Regions from separate parts of the Mus musculus genome. Here all the other regions are linked to region 1. The links are chromatin contacts, called in public Hi-C maps. All regions are on one chromosome and are shown on one strand. The core of a region is the stretch at or near the end of the contact, and the rest is flanking DNA. Distances in the headings are between cores, read along the strand shown.

Region 1 (5,531 bases), core at 1,479-3,978:
AAAACCACCCAGAGAAGCCCAATAGAGCATCTTGCTGGGTCACCTCCCCTCCCCTTCCAGAATGGCACAAGTAGTTGTCATTTCCCCCCTGGATCTGGAAAATCAAGCTGGGCAAGGATGGGCTCTGGCCCTTAGTGGGGGCATGGGGCAGGCAGCAGGGACAGCCTCTCCTCCCCCCCCCCCCCAGTCCTAGTGAGGGAAGGCAAACACTGCTTATTCTAACGCAGAGACTGCTGCAAGCTAAGTTGCCAAGCTGAGGAGAGATATGGCCAAGCTTGAGGGAGCTTGAGGAAGAACAACCGGCTGAAAAATTCTTTCACTGTGACTTTTCAGGGAATGGCCCTGTATCCTACCTCTCACCCTTGTCATCTGGAGGATGTGATGCTGTGATCCTAGCTCACCCCTCTCATCTGGAGGTTGTGGTGCTGTGATGTCTGCTTTACTGCCCCCTGCTCTCCATGTTGAAAAACAATAGAGTGAGCTTGGCTATGGCAACTCTGTACTTCCCTCCAACCCTGGCTGGGGCCTGCTGGGGCAAGCTTTCCTAGGCTTGGACAGTCCATGAATCCCATACCCCTACACAGTGAGGTTTATGAATGGGAACATACGTATGTGTTGCCCAGAAGAAACTCAACCTCAGGACTATCTAGAGACCACAGCAAAGGAGATTTCTCCCCACAGAGGCTCCTAGCACTGGAATCCAGAGCTGCCGAGGCCAACAGCAGTGGAGGGCCTGCCCAAGTGGAGCTAACTTTGGGCGGCAGCACTGACAGAGAGCAGCAACACACAGGTCCTCAGATGTGATCATACTGAGAGCCCAAAGTGCTTATGGCCCCTTGGTTACTTCTTAGTTACCAAGCCAATCAAACACTTGCTAAGCAAGATGCTGAAGTAAACCATCAGAAGAAAAACCACTGCTCCTAACACGGAACAAAGAAGTCCATTGGAAGTTTCTTGGAATAAGATACAACATTGAAATACTCTATAGACTCTGACATCCAAACTATCCCACAGGAAATCCGGCTCATGTGAACACACTTGATGTGTAATCTAGATCTTTCTCTTCCACTGGATTTGAAAAGGACCATCCCAAGAATCAATGCCTGTCTGGCATTTGCTGGTGTTTTGGGGTATGTATGTATTAAATTATTAAGAGTTAGAATGGCAAGTCACTGTTAAAGATGCTACATGAGTTCCCTGTGGCTGTAACGGCAGCAGAGTAGAGGAGACTGACCCAGAAAATAGCGGAGAGCAGTGATAAGCATAGCTGGGTGACTTGGCATGCTTCTCCTTTAATCTGTGAGGCTACACTCCTAGTTCACACAGGTTCTGAACCCCGAGCTGATCTCCCTCAACCACCATCCTCCCCTTTAGCACAAGAGGGCAGCACGGTATGAAGGATTACTGGATTCCACCCTTCTTCCTTATCTCTATTCCAGATGGGTACAACTGCCCGTTCAACCTATGCTCCTGTCAAGACAAACATTCTTTAAATCCAACTTTGATCACCCCTCTCCAGGTCTTAATTTTAAAACCCTAGGCAGCCCCATTGTAGGAGTAGAAGTGCTAATTATGACCGGACACCTTGTTTCCCCAGTCTCCATTCTTGTCTTGGATTTTTTTTTTGTTTGTTTTTATTTTTGGGACAGAGTCTCTTATTTAGGCCTGACTGGCCTAGAACTTGTTATGTAGTCTAGACTGGCCTCAAACTCACAGAGATTCTCCTGCCTCTGCATCCCAAGTACTAGGATTAAAGGTATGTGACACTATGCCCGGTTATGACTTGAATTCTAGAGAATAGTCAAATCTAACGAACTTCTCCAGTGCCTTGACCAGACCCTGTGTCTTCAAGAGCCCGTGTCAGGTGTGGTAGTGCATGCCTTTGATCCCAGAACTTGGAGGATCTCGGAGTTTGAGGTCAGTATGGTCTATATGTAGTAGTTCTAGGGCTACACAGTGAGACAGTCTCAAAAAAAAAAAAAAAAAAACAAAAACCAAAAAACAAGCAAGCAAACAAACAAACAAACAAAAATCAGGTCTGTCTACCTCGTCTCTGTGGTGCATAGAACAGAATGTTAACAGCAGATACAAGTGTATGCCCAATAAAACTAAAACAAAGTACGGGTACTGAAGATCCCTGCAGGAGGGCTGTGGGGGCAGCGTGGCCAAAACACTGGGGCCTCAATAAGGACATCTACAAAATGTACATTTTCAGCCGATGCACTCACTGGAGCCCTTCCACCTCCTGTTCCTTCCCGCCTCACAAAGCCCACCACAGATCTGGATCTGTGCAATGCTGTGTTACTAGCTGGTTACCACAGGCGGCTGGTGTTCCAGCTGCCACTAGGGCAGCCACAGCCAGCAGTGTCAATTGACATTTACCCTAGCATTGCTTATAAACTAAGCCCCAACTCTTCTATTTTTGGTTATGAACTTACCCTGTCATCTTTCCAACCAGAAACCCGAACTCAATGTAGCAACTTCCAAACATTTTGTTACAAGGATATGAAAAGTGTTTCCAGTTTTCTTTTCAAGAAAACGTAAATGTTACAATATTAAGTAATGATCTGGGGCCAAGTAATTTTAAGGACTGAGAGTGCTTTAGAGAATCTTAACGCTTAAAAAGCACAACAAACCAAACCCAGCGAACAAACAAAACCCCCAAACGACACGGATCGAAGTGTAGCCTACCCGGAGCCAGAGCTACAGTCTTTAGTCTCGTGGCAACTGCTCCTGTTCAGTAACGCATGCAGACGAGGACAAGGCGGGGCTCGAATCCGATTCCGGACACGAAGGCTGAGATGCGCTGCAGGGAGGCCTGGAACAGGCACTGGCCGCGCAGTCCCTCCAAGGCCAGGTGTCAGGGAGCCTCCGCCCCGGGTGCCTGCCGAAGACCGAGGCCACGCAGGGTCACAGAGCGCCGCGGAAACGACCAGGCGGGGCCGCTGCGATGTCGGCCTCCGCTATCTTCGGAGGGGTCTCGGTCCAGCCGCCCCCACCCCGGGCCTCTGAGGAGGGCAGCAGAGGAGCAGCCCGGGCTGCCTCTGCCCAGGGCCCGGGCCGCAGCTGCGCTCCCATAGCAACCAGGCCGGCCCGCGCGGTACGCCTGCGCGTCCGCCCGCCGGCGCCTGCGTGCGCATCCAGGCCTCGAGGATTCTGGCTGGGGACAGGTCCTGCAGTCGGACGTTTCCGGTTGCACCTACCTACGTAGAGAAAAGAGTTCCGGGCCGCGTCTACGCACCACAGTTCCGGGCAGGAACGTTACAAGTCCAGTGTCGCTACGGTACCGCAGCCCTGCAATGTGCGCGGTGCTCCGCCAACCCAAATGCGTCAAGTTGCGAGCCCTACATAGCGCCTGCAAGTTCGGCGTGGCGGCCCGGAGCTGCCAGGAGCTGCTGCGTAAGGGCTGCGTCCGCTTCCAGGTGGGTCTTGCATTCCGGGCAAGCACTGCGCGGCGGGCACCTTGGCTTCCACCCCTACGATTTCCATCCTCTTGGGTGGGCTTGGACAGGCGCTAGGCTTCTACAGTACGCAGAGCTGGCTGTCTGGAAGCCAAGACTGTTGTGGGACAAGCTGATCTTCTTGTCCTCCAGCTCCCGATGCCCGGTTCCCGGCTGTGCCTGTACGAAGATGGCACGGAGGTGACGGACGACTGCTTCCCGGGCCTTCCCAACGACGCTGAGCTCCTATTGCTCACCGCTGGCGAGACCTGGCATGGCTGTGAGTAGGAACACTTTGGAGATGGGAGGGACCTACACGGTTTAAAGCCTCGTCGAGGGGCCCGGGCAGGAACCCAGAAGATCTGGTTAAAGGCTCTGAATGCCAAAAGCTTTTGCTGAAGAACTTTGATTTTAATTTTGAAACTGCCAAGGGCAAGGGAAGGATTGAGACTGGGGTCGGTGCTGCTGTGCTGTGCTGTGCTGTGCTGTGGTGTGCTGTGCTGTGCTGTGGTGTGCTGTGCTGTGCTGTGCTGTGCTGTGCTGTGCTGTGCTGTGGTGTGCTGTGCTGTGCTGTGGTGTGCTGTGCTGTGCTGTGCTGTGGTGTGCTGTGCTGTGCTGTGCTGTGCTGGGTTGGGCTGGGCTGGGCTGGGCAGGGCAGGGCAGGGCAGGGCAGGGCAGGGCAGGGCAGGGCAGGGCAGGGCAGGGCAGGTCTTGGTTCCATTCACTGTTGCTCCGGGCTGTACTTCGACCAGTGTGCTGAAATGCTCTCAGGTATCATGGTTTTCATTCAGGCTATTCTAGGTAGGTGTGATGACAGATCATTGTAGTCTTAATCCGAATTTCCCTGGTGGCTAATGGGATTGGGTATTATCTTCCTATTTACCACTTGAAGGCACTCTTCAGAGAAGCGATTCTTCGCGTTTTTTGTGTTTCTTAGTCGGATTTATAAAGCTGTTTAAATATTTAGCCCCCCCCCCCTCCAGAATATCTTGGTTATGACTTCGATGTAAGATAGTGTGGTTTTCAAATATCTCCCGCTGTGTAGCTTTTCACTGTCTTTATTGAAACTGAGCTCCAACCACATAGCTAACCGGCCTTGCTCTTTCCATGCTCTGTACTAGAGCAAAAGGTTCAGATTTGCAAGGGAAATGGGGAGGACAAGGCTACATGTGGCCGAGGCTGGTCTAAAACTTGTGATTCTCCTGCCTCTACTTCCCAACTGCTCACATTCCAAGCTCGTGCCCCCAAAACCAGCTTCCAGAGTTCTGACCTTGATAGATCCAGATGATCACTTCATGGTGCATTTGCTCCAGGAACCTCTTGTCAAGTTCTGGCTGTCTGAGGTTTCTTCCTGCAATTTCTGCATCCTTTGGTATCACAAGAACTTACTTCTTCAGCTTGTTAATAACACAGTGGATCTCACTGAGTTCTGAGTACAAACCAGACTTGCAACCTCATTTGGCTGTGGCCTGTGCTTTTTAAGTGTTACTGAATTCTGTTTGCTCCTGTTTGGTTAAGACCCTCTGTAGAATGCACTTGGTGTTTAGTTTGATGGGAAAGCTCACCATAGGCACTTGTGCAAAGACTCCAAGGAGAGGGCTTGGGAGGTCTGAAAATGGGGTCCTAAGGAGATGGCCAAAGGAGGTGACTTGGTATGGAGGAGAGAAGGACAAAAGACCAAGTGTGCTGCTTTTCTAGGATACTACAACCCTCGCCTGACAGAAGGTGGCCAGAGGAATTGTAGTATCACTGCAGTGGGGGGTGTCAGGTCAGGGAAAGGGTTGGTGACCCCAGAGTCCTGATGTCTGGCAGTCTTTGGGTTGAATTCTTGGAGCCAGAACAGCATGAATGTGTTTCTGTTTGTCTCCTGGTGGTGACAGATGTGAGTGACATCACACGTTTCCTCAGTGTGTTTAATGAGCCACATGCCGGCGTCATCCAGGCTGCACGGCAACTGCTGTCAGATGAGCAGGCCCCACTGAGGCAAAAGCTGCTGGCCGATCTTCTGCATCACGTGAGCCAGAATATTACTGCAGAGACCCGGGAGCAGGACCCATCCTGGTTTGAAGGTATGTGGCCTGGGATGACCAT
Region 2 (5,531 bases), core at 1,289-3,788, 6.1 Mb after region 1:
CCTTGCCTGGACTTGGCGGGAGTGGAAGTGCAGAGATTTGAAGTACCAAGGTTGGGGGCATACCCAGGGTGACCCCATCTGCTCAGAGGGAAGGGGAAGGGGGGCAATAATTGTGGGAGGGGGTTACCAGGAGGGGGGAAATGAGCAGGATGTAAAGTGAATAAGAAAAAACTTTTTAAAAAAATTCTGAAATCTAAAGTAGATCTAATCTCAAGCAGTTCAGACCAGGGACAGTGAGCCTGGAGTAGCTTCCATTGGCCTGCCTGGGCTATGGCCCAACACCAGAGACTGCTATGTTTACCCAACAGAAATCTAACCACTCCTAGTTCTGGGGGCTGATGTCAAGCACTGGTGGTCTGGCTTCTGAAGGTCTCTTCCTTCTTTTCTAGATAGCCACTCTCTCACAGGTTTCCTCATAATCTCGTTATGCTTGGACCTCGCTGAAGTCTCTTGTTTAATAGAATAGCAACCTTATTTGAGTAGGGCCTGATCTTAACCTGCTTACTTCCTAAAGGCTTGGCCTCCAGATACAGCCATGTGCTGGGGAGTTTAGACCTTGGACACACATGTGGGGGGTACAGTTCAAGCCATGCTCATCTCTCTTCTCCATAGCACACACAGTAGACGTTGCAAAAGGCATTTTGCAGATAAGATATCGATGTGAGGAGGCAGAAGAGATGGCCCAGCAGTTAAAGAGCTCTTCTTGCTCTTCCGGAGGACCTGAATCTATCTGGTTCTCAGTGCATCCACTGGGCAGTTCACAATTGCCTGTAAGTCCAGGTAGCCTCAGAGGCCACACACACACACACACACACACACACACACACACATCCACACACCATATATTTACATGGAGGTATGCATATAAATAAAAATGAGTATTTCAAAAAAGATATTGAGCTGGGCAGTGAGGCACCCCCCCACCCCCTCTCCTACTCCATCTTCTGGGTCTTGACATGAGGTTTAACATTAAAGTAGAAAGTGAGCTCTGTCAAGTGAGTTCTGTCAAATGTGGTCCTGTTTATCACTGGCCCATCATATTCTCTCTCTCTCTCTCTCTCTCTCTCTTCCTCTCCCTCTCCCTCTCTCTCTCTCTCCAGGGTTTCTTTCCCTTTGTATCCCTAGAATTTGTTCCAGGTTGTTCTAGAATTAGTTCTGGGGACCAGACTGGCCTCAACCTGAGTGAGTGATCTGCTACCACTGTTTCATAGTGCTGGAGTTAAAGGCATGTACCATCATATGCTGCTAAACTAGCCTATCACTTCCAACCCAGTCTCTCCTGCAAGGAGGACTGACCAGTCAGAACTCTCCGATTCTAATTTCTGCCCCGAGGAATGGCAGCCTTTTTCCTTCTCCAAGCTTGTGATTCCTGGGACAATTGCAGTTTCAGCCATCCTAGGAAGCCATCCTCAGCCCTCAGGTGCTGGCCACAGGGAAATCCCTGGTCACCCACAGCCCTTCTTCCTCTCTATGGACAGAACTCTGAGTCCTAAAAAGGTAAGAAGATGCATCCTCCATGTGTTCACAGAGAGGCAAAGGCAAAAAGCCTGGGGAATGTTCAACAAGGATGAACTCAGTGGCTTATCTTTTATGGGACGATCTTGAGTTTAGAACAGGCTAGAGCACAGGAAGGAAGAGCTGAGGAGGGTCTCCACATCTCCCCCATTGCAGACATTTCCTAGTTATAATGTCCAGCGTACAACCTTCCATGCGACTACCATGATTTCACAGGAAGCCAGTAAAGTCATTCACACTTTGGCCAAGCCTTGACTCTTCCACAGGCTGGCACTACAAGGTTCCTTTCTGCAGTCCTGGCTGTTCTAGAATTCTCTCTATAGATCAAGTTGGCCTCAAGGTCAAGCGATCCCTCTACCTATGCTAAACCATGTCTGCCTTCATTTCTCGTTCTTGATGCTGGACAGAGACCCCATCACTCCTCCATCATGTATTGTCGCTGAGGCCATTTCAGGTTTAACTAGAATTTGATTTCCTTGATCAAGAATTCTAGGAAAATTACTCAACTCCACTTCTAGGAACCCAAGGTCAGGATATCCTTGCTAACTTATCTCAACCTGTTTGTGCTGGAACCCCCTCTGGCTAACTGCTTATCTTAGCTTCTACTAGAGACTGCTTGTTTCTGTGAGGATTCTACTTTGGTTGCCAGATGTAAAAATCTGGAGCTAGGGCACTCAGTGCCCTCGGCAGCTCAGCTCACTCTCCAGTGTACGTATTGAAGAGAGACTGTGGGGTAGAGTTATCGTCCTATGAACCTCTGTACGCTAATCCTGATTTTTGCTGGAAATAGACCAACTCAACAATTTTGAACCAAATTTAAAGCAGGCATTTATTAAATATTAAATACTGACCAAGAGACAGACCTGGGTCAGTAAAATTCCCCCGGAATTTGCCAGCGCGAACGGCCTCAGTCACGTGTTACAGCGGTTTCTTTTTAGATATTCAACTAGACCACCGTACTTTCCCATGAGCCTTTGTTATTTCCAAAGAACTACAATTCCCAGCATTCCAGGAACTTACGTAGTTCCGGGGCAGAGGAGGCTTCCAGGTTAATTTTGAGAATTACAGATGCAAGCTCTCCACCTTGATTTCAGGAGGAAGAAGGGGAAGTTAGTAGTGGGTGGTCTGAGGGACGCTCAGGCAAGGTCCTAAGTCTCGACATGGTGAGTACAGGGTCACTGCCCATATCGGGGAGGAGCAGGCGGATGAACCTGGGGAGCTGGTGTGGTGGGTTCTCCTCGGGACTGGGTGGTAAGCGGAGGCCAGATGTGGCCACCTGTGGGGTCTGTTTTAGTTCTAGTCATTCCCTGGACCCGGTAGTGGGCTCTGAATAACGTCACTATCCGGACTGCTTCTGCGCCAAGCATTTGGAGTAAGGACTTGTGTGCAGGATCATCCTTGGCAAGATGCCAAACTCGAAGAGACCTGGTTTCTCACAGTATCTTCTACAACTTTTTTCCTTTAGCATTTAACGTTTAGTTGTAAGGTCCATTTGGAGTTCATTTTGTGGCGGTTGTAAAAGGTGTCTCACGTGTTGGGTAACACTACAATGTTAATCTGTGATGTAGAAGAATAGGATTTATGATGTAAAGGAATTGCAGTGCTTAGGAGAGGGTAAGTCACACCACATAGAATTTAGATAAGTGAGGATGCCATCTAAAACACCCTACAGATGGGTACTATGCTAACCATGTCTGTTAGATAGGATGCTAGGATACACATTTTTGTTCACTAGGATTGTCCAGAAATATGGCTGAAGAGCAGAACAAAGGAGACAAACCAGATTTACAACCAGCTGCTAGGCCATTCCCATTGATAAGTTATTTGTTCTCTGCTGCTCAAATGAGCCAGTTCAAGCCAGCTTGGATTATATTAAATGTCAGTTTATTGGGAAGCCGCTCTTGTTCACTGGCCCCAAGGACCGAGGTCAAGGAAGTTACCATGGTGAGAGAGGGAGGCAGAGAAAGAGAAAGCAGGCAGGGGACAGAGAGAATAGGAGAAAAAGAGAAAGTGAGAAGAGAGCAAGAGAGAGAGAGAGAGAGAGAGAGAGAGAGAGAGAGAGAGAGAGAGAGAGAGAGAGAGAGAGAGATTGCAACATGAGCAAGACTACACTGTTGTCAATTTCTTGCAAAGGAACAACTCTGTAGTGTTGAGGGCTGTTTTTTTTTTTTTTTTTCAAGTAAGGCTTTCCATGTGATGGGGGGGGGTGGGGAGAGAGAGAGAGAGAGAGAGAGAGAGAGAGAGAGAGAGAGAAAGATTTTGAATTAGTCAGTGTGGAGAGGAGTTTTGAGTCAGAACAGCTGAGTTGACCAGCCAGCAAGAGTTCAGGAAAATCTAGGAAAGGCGAGCTTATTCAGCAGTAAATCTCTGAAGCTGGGATTGTCCAGAGACTAGAAACCTTCAGGACTAGGCTAGGTAAATAGGCTGAGTCAGTAAGCCTCAGAGAAGACAGTTACCTCAGGTGAATAAAATCATTTATACAGAGCTCCTTCTCTAAAGCAAGGATATATGCTTGGGAAAGCTGGTAATGGTCTGCAGCCAGGACCTGTGGGGAGAGGTTGTGTCAGATCCTGAGAACCCAACTCTTGCCACCACGTGGGGCTGTGGTTGTTAGTCCCAAGTCCACTGTTGGCTTGTTCAGTAATGTTCCTGATGTATCCTGTGTTCCCTATGACCAGCATGAATTTGATAGACTCCTCCTGAGTTTGTCCCATTGTATGATAGTTTCTGCTGACTTCATAGAAGTCTCCCATTTCTTTCCGTGTTTCCCCTGTAAGTAGTATACAAGATGCTATTCTTCTTAAGAAGCTTACTCCAGGAGATACAGCTTGTGCAAGACCTTTATTGTAGGATATCTGATCATACCGTGAAACCTGAGTGTAACAAGATTAAGTAAACCATGGGTCAAGAAGTGCCAGAAGCAACCAGCTGACAGGAAGGGAACCTAGGATTATTAAGTAAAAGTCACAGAGAGTAAGAGGGAATTGGGAGCAAAGACAGAGAGATGCACAGGAAGCAGCATTTAGGTACATTCAGTTTGGAGGATGTCATTTGAGAAGGTGTGGCAGAAAGAGATTCCTTCTGGGATTTCACATGAAGAGAAAGGTGATCAGGTGCTTTCTCTGCCTCTCTGAGCTACCAGGCTTCCACCCAGCATCTGGCTTCTGAGTCTTCCTTGGTAAAATTGAATGATTTAGAATTTGTTAAATACACCAGACCTCTCCACTGCAGCGTTTTATCTTTTCTGCCTACACTTTTCCTACCTCATCTGCTGGGACTTTCCACTTAGGACCTTGTAACTAAAGGACTGCTGTATTAGCATGCTGGTGTATTTAGTTCTGTGAAAATCTTTGCTATGTATCTCCCATCTGCCTGTGTTTACACTTGCAGTCTGCAGTCCATGTTTAAATAGTTGATGGCATAACCTGGGATCTGAATCTAAAAGACTTAAGGGATATACCATATGTGGAATGTAAAATCCCTTCTAGGCTGACTCCTCTTTGAGGACTCCCAGAGCCGAATGTGTGGTGTTCATAAAGAGACTTTTCTTAATTAATGTTTATTGTTGTGTGGAGTGATTTCTCCTTGGGAAGGTATATTCATTCGAGGACACCTGCTTCTTCAGCCTTTTCCACAAATGTTTCTGAGAGAAGCTGTGTTGACTCAGATCTCCTTGAAATCTCAGTCTGTTGCTCCCCAGGGCAATGACCTTGCTTTTCTCTTGATTAAACTTCCCAAATTCTTTAATTAAAAGGCTGTCCCGCAACAGAGTTTTAAAATTACCCTTTTGAGTTATGTAAATAATTGTCCATTGCAGCAACAGGAGAAGTATTTGCAGGTGCAGCATGGCTTCCACTTTCAGACCAGAACAGGAGAAGAGTATAACGTGTATACTGCAGGGTGAAGCAGGCTAGGCAGTGTGTAGATCACAGACTAATATTTAAGGGAGTCAGCTGTAGGGAGTCACTGTTATGAAGAAGAACCTGATTCAGGCAAGTGAGTGATTTTGTAATTTC
Region 3 (5,531 bases), core at 1,870-4,369, 5.8 Mb after region 1:
AGACAAACTTCTCCACTGGGCGGTGTTCCTTATCCAAAATCACCACCACCACCTTCTCCACATCGTTCTGCAAGCACAGGAACCCCCGCTCCAGAGCTATGCATAAGGCCCAGGGAGAGGTAGGGCAGGGCACTGGCTGAGGCTACCTAGGAGCCCAGCAATTGAGAAGTGCAAGCTGGCTCCCAGTTCTCGAATGGTACAGGCCAGGAAGAGATGTCTGGCTCCCATGGAGGTTCCCCAATTAGTCTCATACCAGGACAAGATAATAGGGAAACAAACAAACAAACAAAAACCCAAGGGGCCCAGCCCAGGAGGGATGGGACGGGCCATGTGGACATATGAAGAACCAGATCTTTCAGGGCAGGTCCCACATAGATCTGGCTCAACTGATACATCCCTGATGTGACCTACATACCCTGGGGCCTATTGCTAGCTGGGGGTGGCCTTCAGACTGAGGCTTCTGGCTGTTGAAAGACATGAGCACTTCAGCCCACAAGCAAGGAGGAGCAGATTGGGTGCAGAGTGTCCGTTAGGACCGGGGGCCCCCTCACCTTCTCCAGGAGAGGTTTGACGCAGTGGAGTGTGTCCTGGATGTACTGGTTCAGCTCCGGGTGACAGGACATCTGTATACAACCCCACAGGGCTGTTAAATTCCAAGGCACGAATAGGAGAAACAGCAATAACCCACACACATACATCTCTGGACAAAGAACAGCCATTCCTAGCTCTCCCTGCCTGAGGGATCTAACCTATCACTAACTTAACCTTGGAGAGATACTCAAAGACAGGCACTCTGTCAGGCCAAGTATGGTGGCACACACCTTTAATCTCAGCGCTCAGAAGGCAGAGGCAGGCGGATCTCTAAGTTGAAAGAGGCCAGCCTGGTCTACAGAGCTGGTGATATACAGAGAAACCCTATCTAAGGGAAGAAAAAAACAAAAAAAAAAACTGTGTAGCCACAGGCAAATGTCTTAACATCTCACACACAAGGTGCTTAGTAGCTCTTTGTTTTCAGTGCCTCTGACCCCCTTACAATGGGAAAGCGACTTGAGAAGAAGACAGCACATCTACTGTGTGTCCAAAGTTAAAACCGGGAGCCAGGCATGGTGGCCCACATCTTTATCCCCAGCATTTGGGAGGCAGGCAGATCTCGGAGTTTGAGGTTAGCCTGGTTTACATAGAGTTCAAGACAGTCAGAACCACACTGAGAAATCCTGTCTTGGAAAATAAAACCGAACGCAAGAAGCTTGGGCATGGGGGCTGGAGAGATGGCTCAGCAGTTAAGGGCACTGACTGCTATTTCAAAGGTCCTGTGTTCAATTCCCAGCAACCACATGGTGGCTCACAACCATCTGTAATGAGATCCGATAACCTCTTCTACAGTGTACTCATATAAATAAAATAAATCTTTAAAAAAAAAAAAAAAGAAGCTTGGGGCATGTTCTCCAGTAATCCTAGCACTTGGGATGTTGATGAAGGAGGATCAGGAGTTCAAGGCTAGCCCCAGCTTCCTAACAACTGTGAGCCCAGGCTAGCTACATGAGGTCTAGATTTCTTAAAATACAAAATAAGGCCGGGCAGTGGTGGTACACACCTTTAATCCCAGCACTTGGGAGGCAGAGGCAGGCGGATTTCTGAGTTGGAAGCCAGCCTGGTCTACAGAGTGAGTTCCAGGACAGCCAAGGCACCAAGGCTATACAGAGAAACCCTGTCTCGAAAAAACTAATAATAAATAATAATAATAATAATAATAATAATAATAATAATAATAAACAGAGGCTGGAGAGATAGCTCAGAAACTAAAAGCACTGGCCACCGGACCTTCAGAGTCAGATTCCCCCATCTTCCAAATGCCAAGGGTTCCCATGTGTTCTTCCTGCCTCAGTGAACACCCCCAACAAACAGACATAGACACACACACACACAATTAATATAGATCTTAAAAAGTAAAAAGCTAGGTATGGTGGCTCACACCTTTGTTTCCAGCACTAGAGAGACTGAGACAGGAGAATTTCTGTGAGTTTCGGGCTAGCCTGGCCTACATAGTGGAGACTCCACACCAGCCAAGACTAAACAAGGAGACAAATAATTAATCATAATATTCTTTTTGGTTTTTTCCCTTTTTTCTTTCTTTTTTTTTTTTTTTCTTTTTTTCTTTCGAGACAGGGTTTCTCTGTATAGCCCTGGCTGTCCTGGAACTCACTTTGTAGACCAGGCTGGCCTCGAACTCAGAAATCCACCTGCCTCTGCCTCTGCCTCCCAAGTGCTGGGATTAGCGACCACTGCCCGGCTAATAAATATTTTTTTAGAGTTTAGGGAGAATGAAAAGAGAAAGAAGGTGACAGACAATGGGAATCCTCTTTATCCAAACCTCAGAAACCCTTTAAAATGCAAGCTTGGAACAGCTCTCATCCAGAGAGCTAACCATCTAACCCAGAGAATTTATCTGAGTTCAGGGAGGGAAGGGCTGGGTGGTGAGAGACAGGAGGCTGTCCGCTATCAGCCTCTGTTGAGGAGTGAGGAAGCTTGCAAGTAGAATAAAGGTTTTTAAATCCAGCCGGGCACCGGGGCTCACCTGAACCGGCACGTTGTACTTCTTGCGCTTCTGGAAGATGCCCACCGGGTAGACCTCGCGCACATAGAGAATCAGGTGCACGGCCACCTCCAGGAACTCGGAGAGCACGTCAGCCACCACTGTGGTGGGGACACAGCTGATGAGCAGGACTCCAACCAGGATCGCACTCCCTCCACCCCCCGCAGGCTCAGATCCCTACCTTGGCCAAAGTTGAGGTCTTGGCGCGTGAGGGTGGTCATCCTTGGCCGCCTGGGGGAGGGCGTGGAGGGTGTCTGTAGGGACTCAAGGCAACCGACCCCGCACGCGGGAAACGCAGCCCGGTCGGGGGAAGCCCCGCCCCCTGAGCAGCCGGATCCCTCTCGGCGGAAATCCCGCCCTCTCTACGCTCCTCCCCGATTCGCCGGCTCCGGTTTCGACCTCAGGTTCCAATCTACGACCGGGCTATAGAAACCACCGTCTGAGACCCCTAACGCGCTACTCCAGAATCCCCTGGCCTCAGTAACCACCGCGGTGCTCCCGCGGTCCCAGCACAACCATAAGCCACGCCTACCCCGGAGCTGTCCAATCAGAACCTCGCCCTGTTGGGAGAGGCGGGGCAGGCTCGGGGGTGGAGCTTAGGGGCGGAGCCCCGCCTGAGCTACAGGAATCTCCAAGGAACGAGCTAAACCGCCTTTGGATTTCAGGTGGGAGCGATCAAGAGATTTCCATGGCCTCTGCGTATGATCGCTGTGTTTTCTCCTCCCGGACATTTCTCTTTAGTAGTTGCAAGTGAGAACCTGCTGCAAGCACAGCTGGGTACCAAGGGAGGGCAGCGACATCTGCTGCTAGTCCAGCGTCAACGTCCCCGGACTCTTAGCTTGCCCAACCGAAAGCGAATCCGCAGGCTTGGGGGCGGGGACAGGGAACGGTAAGAAGCAACCGAGACGCTCCACCCCGACCCGAAACTCAAGTAACATCGGGGCTTGACCTCCCTAGAGAACTAAGTGTCCCATGGTTTCTTCTCAATAGCTGACCTTTGGAAGCTGCAGCCAGTAGGCGCTGGGCTGGGTGTCTGGGAGTTGACTCAATAAATCTTCAGAATACGTGTGGGTTCCTGGCCGTCTTTTTTTTCTGCGGACGAGCCTAATGAGGACTTGTCTGTGTCGTGAGCAAGCGGAGGGGGCGGGCAGCAGTGCTGCTCCAGGGTCCTTCCTGTAGAGGTACGGACTCAATTCCAGAGGAGTCGAAAGGGCCTCAGATCATTTTAATAGTATGAAAATTATATCCATTATACGGAACCCTTTTATATTACAAACCCTGAATTCTATTTATTTAATGTGCGTAGGTGTTTTGTCTGCATCTATGTCTGGGCAGTATGTGACTGCTTGGTGCAGGTGAAAGCCAAAAGAGGGCGTCAGATCTCCTGAAACTATAGCTACAGATGATTGTGAACCACTATATAGGTGCTACAAATTGAAACCACCATTCACCACCCAGTACCCTACCTCTCACTTCCTCGGGAAGAGCAGCCAGTGGTCTTAACCACTAAGCCATCTCTCCACCTCCCCAAACTCTGATTTATATTAATTCCTTTATTAGCCCTAGGAGCTAAGTATTGCCTTCACAGCCCAACTTTATAGATGTACAATAGGCTCAGGAACGTTCCTTCTTTCACCAAAGCCTCACGGATGCAATATGTTCTGACGCTAGGTGAGAATTCAGCTTAACTCACACCCTTCTGTTTAACTGAAAGAAAATCTGAGGTTAGAGAAATGGTCTGGAGTTAGGGGTGACATGGCAGGCCTAGAAGCCAAGAGAATTTAAAGAAGTGGTTCAATGTGTGGGCTTCAACCCCTTTGGGGTCAAATGACTCTTTCCCAGGGGTGGCATATCAGATATTCTGCATATCAGATATTTACAATTCCTGACTGTTGTGAAATTGCAGTTATGAAGTAGCAATGAAAATAATTTTATGATTGGGAGTCACCACATGAGGAACTGTGTGGAAGGGTTGCAGCATTAGGAAGGTTGAGAACCACTGATTTAGACTCTGCCCTCCAAGGATGTAAGAGTTGTCTTGTCCTGTTTCTATAGGAAATGTTGCATTAAAGGTCATCCCTGCAATGTGGTATGACACCCACCCCCCACTCCCCGCACCAGAAGCTGTCAATTCCATATTCATATCCTTCTCATGGGAAGGGATAAGGAGCAGGCCAGAGGGAGGATTACCCTGGAATGTGAGCAAAGCGGGTCTCAAAATGCAGACCTACCACCAACATCTTCATCTCAGTCCCCAGGGACCCTATTAAACCCTGGCTGTCCAGCTGCCCTGACTTACCTGACCAGGGCAGGCTAACAGCAGGGCTCTGCTCTTTAACAAGCTCCCCAGGGAACCTGTGTGCCCACGAAACTATGGGAGCTGCCAGTGGAGTTCTCCTGCGTTCTGTAACATGCCTGTGCTTAAGCCGGTAGAATGCTGGTTTGGCTTTAGGAATTGATACACCCGTCAGTGGGCACAGCAACCCTTCTCAAGACTCGGGGACCTTCCCCACATTACACCATGTTCAACAGAGCCCTTTCTACTTAGAGCTGGCTGGGCAGCTCACTGCCTTGTAGACCTTAGGGCAGTGAGTTTTCATCATGGTGGGGTGGGGAATGACCGAGTCCTTTATCCACCCCACCCCCCAGCTCCTGAACAGCGTTTTCATTACTGATGCAGGGTAGAGGTGGGGTGGGGGAGATTCCTCAGGGATGGAACAAGGGCATAGGCGGGAGGCTAAGGTAACATGGGACCAGCTGGAGACCTCTGCCTTGGAGACCTCTGCCTTTGGCTCTACAGTGCCTGGGTTTTCACGTTAGCTACATCAGTGTGATGGATGGCTGTAAGACAGAGATTGCATTATGAGGCAACTTATTGTTTCTTGAATCCCCATTTTCAATGTTATTTGCATATTTTCACCATAGAGACAATATGTAA
Region 4 (5,531 bases), core at 1,548-4,047, 5.8 Mb after region 1:
GACAGCCAGGGCTACACAGAGAAACCCTGTCTCGAAAAAACAAAAAGCAAAAAACAAAAACCTGGCTGAATTGACAATCTGGCCTTGGTTTGGATACTGTGGATGCTCAGCTGTGAATATGAAGTGACTTAGTGTAGGTCCCACTGGCAGTGTTAGGGAAAGGGACACTCAAGGGCTCTGGGTGAGGAAAATGAGCTCGAGATCCAGCTAGCCCCAGCCAGCCAATGGGAAAGGGAAACAGACAAAGAGAGATGCTAGGTGACTTGGGAAGAGTCTTCCTCCCCTCTTTTCCCATCCCTCACCCTCAGTCTCCTCATCTGTGAAATGGAGTCATCCTTGTGTCAGACTGTCAGATTTATACTGAAATTCATCCCCTTCCCACAAAGGAGCAAAGCAATGGGGACATCCACTCTTGCTAAGCCAGTGGGGACGCCTGACTCCACAGTGAAGACTGGGAGACAGGACAAAAAGCACTGCCTCCCAGGCTGGGTTCTCCAGGTCAGCCCACTGAATACCCAGGCTGCTGTGGGCAGCTGTGTATCTCTTGGATCTCAGCGCGCCTCATCTGGGCCACCGAAGAAGAAACCTTGAGTAAGCAGACACTGAGTGGGCAGTATCTCTAAAGGAGAGAGGGCCAGTGGGGAGGGGACCCAGCCACCCTGTGTAATGGAGGCCATCTCTCTCAGAGTCCCTGAAGACTGGTCTGACCCCAAGAAGCCAAGGAAATAAGGGAGCAGGCCTGGGGCAGGGGAGGGACAGGTGGCCCGTTCCCTAAACCTCTTCTAAGGGGATGCAGTCAATAGCATCTACACTGTCAGACACTGGAAAGCTGACTCGGGATTTCCCCTCTCTTTAGAGCACACAGTGAGTCCTCCATCAGCCATGGTGAATTGTATACACACACACACACACACACACAGAGAGACAGACAGACAGACAGACAGACAGACAGACAGACAGACAGACAGCGTACTTTCCCCACATTTCTGATGTGTTTTGGTCACATTTTCATATGTAGGGGTTTACTCCTTCATTGGCAATGAGAAAACGGGTGCAGAGGGTCCTAGCATTTCTTCCAGGTTCCACCACAGGACATCATCAAGCAGAAGGAAAAACAATTGTCTGTCCTGCTTCCAACAGCTCTGGAGAGCTGGGCCCAACGTCCTCACCTCTCTACCATCACCCAGCCCTGCCCTGGCCCCAGCAGATACCTGATGCTCCCCGGAAAGGTGCACCTCACCCAGTCCTCTCTCCTGGCCCCTAGGCCTGGCATTGAGGCCCCAGATCGGATTACAGCCCCCCCCACCTGCTCCCTTGCACACAACTTGCCACATTGTTGCTGTAGGAAAGTTATCTAGCCATGGATGCTGACCCCAAGCTGACTCACTCACCTGGATTGGGCCCCTGAGCCCAGGGACTTCCTGGGAGCAGGAAGAAAACGGTAGCCTATTCTGGGGCCCTGTGGATGATGTTGAAGCCAGGCACCGACTGAGAGTGAGGACTTGGGAGTAGGAGGGAAGACTGGCCACCTCTGTTCCCTCACCTCCTCCCCTAAAGAGTGAACACTCCGAGCTGAGCATAGTTAGTGAGGAAGGGATAAGAGTCAAGGCAGGCAGGTCTGACTCAGCAAGCAGCCCCCTACAGGCCCAGCAGGGAGCCGGAGGGCAGAAGGGGTGGGGTCTTTGGTGCCAGAAAAGATGACTGGGCAATCCTTGAGGACCCAGAGCTTCTGCCAAAAGCAGCCTTCCTCACCCCTAGCCTGGTTCCCACGGAACAGCCCCGCTACTCCAATACAAGACGGCCCCTCCAGAGAAGGGAGTCCCTCAGGAAGCTAGGATGGAGGCAGGATAAAGTTTGTAAACCCTAGGACCCCGCGGGGACTCCGGAGGCTCAAGAGGCAGGGAGGGCAGCGCTAGCAAATGGAAGAAGTTCATGGAAGCAAAAGCTTGCAAGAACCCGGCTCTCAAACCCCAGGAAGTCTGGAGCCTGAGATGCCAGAGTCCTCCGATGCCATTTTGGAGACCCAGGCGTCCTCCTCCCTCCACACCACGACACCAGGCAGAAACCTGCTCCCTAGACTATCTCTAGGGTTTTCCTGGCGCGAAAGTTTGAGCGCCTTCTGCGGCGCTGGTCCGCCCTGTCTCCCGAGTCTGTATCTAGCGGGGCCAGCAGCGGATACCTGGATCACCATCTCCATCCATCGCTGCGGTGCTGTCAAGAGAGAAGAGCCTGAGCGCTGCGGGTGGCGAGTCCTGGAGCTGCCCGCGTCAGCCGGGCCCGCGCCGCCGCGCCTCTTAAAGGCCCCGTGCGCCCCGCCTCTGGCCCCCGGCTAAGGGCTGGGAGTCCTGTACCCCCCCACCCCCACCCCCCGCCCCGTAACCCAAGGTGCGGCTTCCGGGAGGAGCCTGGGACTGGAGAGGGGCAGGGACAGCTACAGAATGGGTGGGCTTCTAGTGTGCCTGGAGGATGACTGCAGGAGGACATATGGAGTCGGACTACTGGGGAGTAGAGGGTGCTGGCGCCGAGCCCAGTGGAGTTGGGGGTATCGGAGCTTTCCTCCTCCCCAACCCCCCAGGTAATTTTCCTACGCTGTGATGGGGGCGAATCCGGGGAGTGCGCGGGTGAGGCGGGGCCTGAAGGAATGGTGGGCGGGGCCTTGAGGGCAGTGGGCGGGGCCGCATCGTGAACCAACTCTGGCAGAAAGGCGCAGTTCCAGTACCCAGCGTTGTGGGGCAGCCGGACTAAAAGCTGGTGACGGAGAAAATGGGGTGGGGCGTGGGGCGTGGTCTGACAAACAGTGGGCGGGTCGCACCCCGGGCCTCCATTGGTCCGTAAGGCTCATCCCCAGGATCCAAGGGTATGGCGCAGCGCGACCAAAAGTAGTTGACAAGGAGAATGGGGAGGGAGAGGGGCCAGTGTTGTGGGATGGGGATGGGGCGGGGTCTGATGAGTAGTAGGCGGGGCTGTGTCTTGGGTGCTGTTCTCCAACGTAACCCGGCTAAGAGCAGGTGACAGAAGGAGGGGAGCAGTGAGCGCCCCAGCAAGGAGACGTTTGGCGGGCAGTAGGCAGGTCTGCCTTCCGGGCCACGCAGGCTCGGGCTGTACAGCCCCACGGCCTGGCAGGATCGCTCAGCGCGACGGATCGCAGGTGACTGCGGGAGGGGGAGCGCCCAGTTCGGGGACTGAGGCACAGTGGGCAGAGACCTAGAGGGGAGGGGGGGGGCGCGCGCGCTCTGCGATCATGAGGGCCTAGCGCCTTTAAGGCCCAGGCCTCAGGCTTTCTCCCCTCCCCTCCCCCCACTGTACTGTGAGGCTTCGAAGAACTGGGCTATGGACGCCATCGGTGCTCAGAGATCTGAATCTGGTCTTGAGCAAGGTAGCCCGTTTTAGAGCCAAGCATAAATGGGAGACTGCAGGGGGCCGGGGCGGGTGGGGGGGGTGCGGGAGGGAGATAGGAAGGCTCTTTTCCACTCGTACATCTTTCCTCAGGCTCAGGTAAACGGGTCATATTCTCTGAGATCTTAAGAACGTCACTGAGCCCTTTGTACTCCGTGACCGGTCCTGAGGGCCAGTGATAACCCCCGATCATCATCTCTGTCCCTTTCCCCGTGTGGGGGATGGGGAGGAAATGAAGAGTGGCAAGCTGGAGGGCTCACAAGGCCTCCCATTGTTACCCTCCTCTTAAAAGACTGCTGGCCTATTGAAAATGGCTGGCTCTACCTTCAGTGAGAGCCGGAGCTGCCTCCCCTCCTCTCCTGTTTGTGTGACCTTGGGAAGGTCCCTGGGCGTCCTTAGAGGCTGTTCTTAGGTGCCCGGGTTGGGGGAAATCAGATCTCATGGTTTATTAAGCAACTCCCCGGCCCATGCACCTTGAGCTTCTAGTGACCCAGGAGGGAACTACCATGCCCCAGCCCCTCGTCCCGTTTACTGTGGAAACAGAAGGTCAGAACAGCACAGCAACTCTGTGGCCCCCCGCAGAGTTGGGAATCTCTCTATCCCTGGGTGCTGGGATTGCCACTCGCCAGGGAGAAGGCTCGGTGTATAGCACGGCTCTCCAATACCCACAGGAGCTGGCTAGGAGACGCCACCATGGCAGTAGGCAACATCAACGAGCTGCCAGAGAACATCCTGCTGGAACTGTTCATCCACATCCCAGCTCGCCAACTGCTGCTGCGCTGCCGACCGGTCTGCAGCCTCTGGCGAGACCTCATTGACCTGGTTACACTCTGGAAGCGCAAGTGCCTTCAAGAGGGCTTCATCACCGAGGACTGGGACCAGCCTGTGGCTGACTGGAAGATCTTCTACTTCCTGCGCAGCCTCCAGAGGAACCTCCTTCACAACCCTTGTGCTGAAGGTGGGTGCGGAGAGTATGCCTCAACAGGACCCATGCTCTATTAGATGACCACAGTATGCGTCCTAAACACTGGCTGTGAGCCCTTTAGCTATATTACGGCCTTTATTCCTCTCAAAATAATTCTTAGATGCAGGGACTAGTGACGCACCCACTTTTCAAATAGGTACACTGAGGTCAAGGTACACACACACTACACAAGAAGATAGGGAGTTGAAGGCCATCTGTTACAGGCTAGTCTGGGCTACATGAGGTTCTGACTCAAAGCAAACCAGTTACCCTTAGTTGGTAATGGTGCTGATACCTGTAATCCTACCACTCAGGAGACTGGTGCATGAGGATCATGAATCTGAGGCTAGCTTCTCCTAAAATCTTTCCTAGGAAAAGAAATGAGGCCTCACAGACCCCAGGTTAAACCTACAGACTGTTCCAGAAGGGGCCTTGCCAATGGATGAAGGAGCAATGAAGTCTCCCTCGCATTCTGGTTCAAGAACAGATTATCTTCTGGTCATCTGGATGCCCTAAAGCCCAGGCTGTGCTGTAGCCTGAGAATAAGCTACAATATAGGAAGGACCATGTCTCCTGTCACATGGTCAAACATCAAGAAAAGTGGTGAGGGTGTTAGTCTAGGCAGCCCAGACCCACCCCTCACTGCCTGCCCGCCCCACCCTACCCCCACCCCCGCCCCACCCCCGCCCCACCCCTACCCCACCCCCACCCCCAGCCATGCTGTTATACAATGCTAGGCAGACTACATCCCAAACCAACCCAACAGATTAAGAAGAGTTTTATGGTTTGATTTGCTTTGTTTGGTAAGCACCACAACGCAGGCTCTCTCTATTATTACACTAAAGGTAGCCATGGCTGTCCTGGAACTCACCATGTAGACCAAGCTGACCTTGTTGAACTGGTAGAGACCCTCCTGTCTCTGCCCATCTGAGTTAACATTTTAGTTCCTTTTGTTTGTTTTTTTTGTTTTTGTTTTTTCGAGACAGGGTTTCTCTATGTAGCCCTGGCTGTCCTCGAACTCTCTCTGTAGACCAGGCTGGCCTCGAACTCAGAAATCCACCTGCCTCTGCCTCCCAAGTGCTGGGATTAAAGGCGTGCGCCACCAATGCCCAGCTGAGTTAACTTTTTAAAGGATTATAAAAATAGAAAAATGTATAGCCTCCAACCCTAA

Evidence for each region. A called contact is a pair of places that touch in the nucleus more often than the background predicts.
Region 2: a Hi-C map of B cells shows a contact between it and region 1, with 5 read pairs. The contact joins the promoter of Zfp933 here to the promoter of Cep104 in region 1. A contact is called at or near these places in 1 of 39 promoter capture datasets (pre-B cells) and 1 of 484 Hi-C or Micro-C datasets (B cells).
Region 3: a Hi-C map of B cells shows a contact between it and region 1, with 9 read pairs. The contact joins the promoter of Mad2l2 here to the promoter of Cep104 in region 1. A contact is called at or near these places in 1 of 39 promoter capture datasets (cranial neural crest) and 1 of 484 Hi-C or Micro-C datasets (B cells).
Region 4: a contact with region 1 is called in a Hi-C map of B cells, with 5 read pairs. The contact joins the promoter of Fbxo44 here to the promoter of Cep104 in region 1. A contact is called at or near these places in 1 of 39 promoter capture datasets (cranial neural crest) and 1 of 484 Hi-C or Micro-C datasets (B cells).

Annotation. Positions count from the first base shown.
Region 1 is chr4:153,972,758-153,978,288 of GRCm38.p6, reverse strand. It overlaps Cep104 (centrosomal protein 104), which reads right to left and starts at 2,728. Exons shown (of 22, transcript NM_177673.2): 1 at 2,692-2,728. It overlaps Dffb (DNA fragmentation factor, beta subunit), which reads left to right and starts at 3,208. Exons shown (of 7, transcript NM_007859.4): 1 at 3,208-3,422; 2 at 3,594-3,720; 3 at 5,321-5,509. The coding sequence starts at 3,300.
Region 2 is chr4:147,845,425-147,850,955 of GRCm38.p6, reverse strand. It overlaps Zfp933 (zinc finger protein 933), which reads left to right and starts at 2,538. Exons shown (of 4, transcript NM_198619.3): 1 at 2,538-2,678. The coding sequence starts at 2,676.
Region 3 is chr4:148,138,078-148,143,608 of GRCm38.p6, reverse strand. Mad2l2 (MAD2 mitotic arrest deficient-like 2) reads right to left here and starts at 3,119. Exons shown (of 8, transcript NM_027985.3): 1 at 2,775-3,119; 2 at 2,576-2,694; 3 at 552-623; 4 at 1-67. The coding sequence starts at 2,814.
Region 4 is chr4:148,157,360-148,162,890 of GRCm38.p6, reverse strand. Fbxo44 (F-box protein 44) reads left to right here and starts at 2,797. Exons shown (of 6, transcript NM_173401.5): 1 at 2,797-3,148; 2 at 4,068-4,354. The coding sequence starts at 4,090. Fbxo2 (F-box protein 2) reads right to left here and starts at 2,223. Exons shown (of 6, transcript NM_176848.1): 1 at 2,180-2,223. The coding sequence starts at 2,201.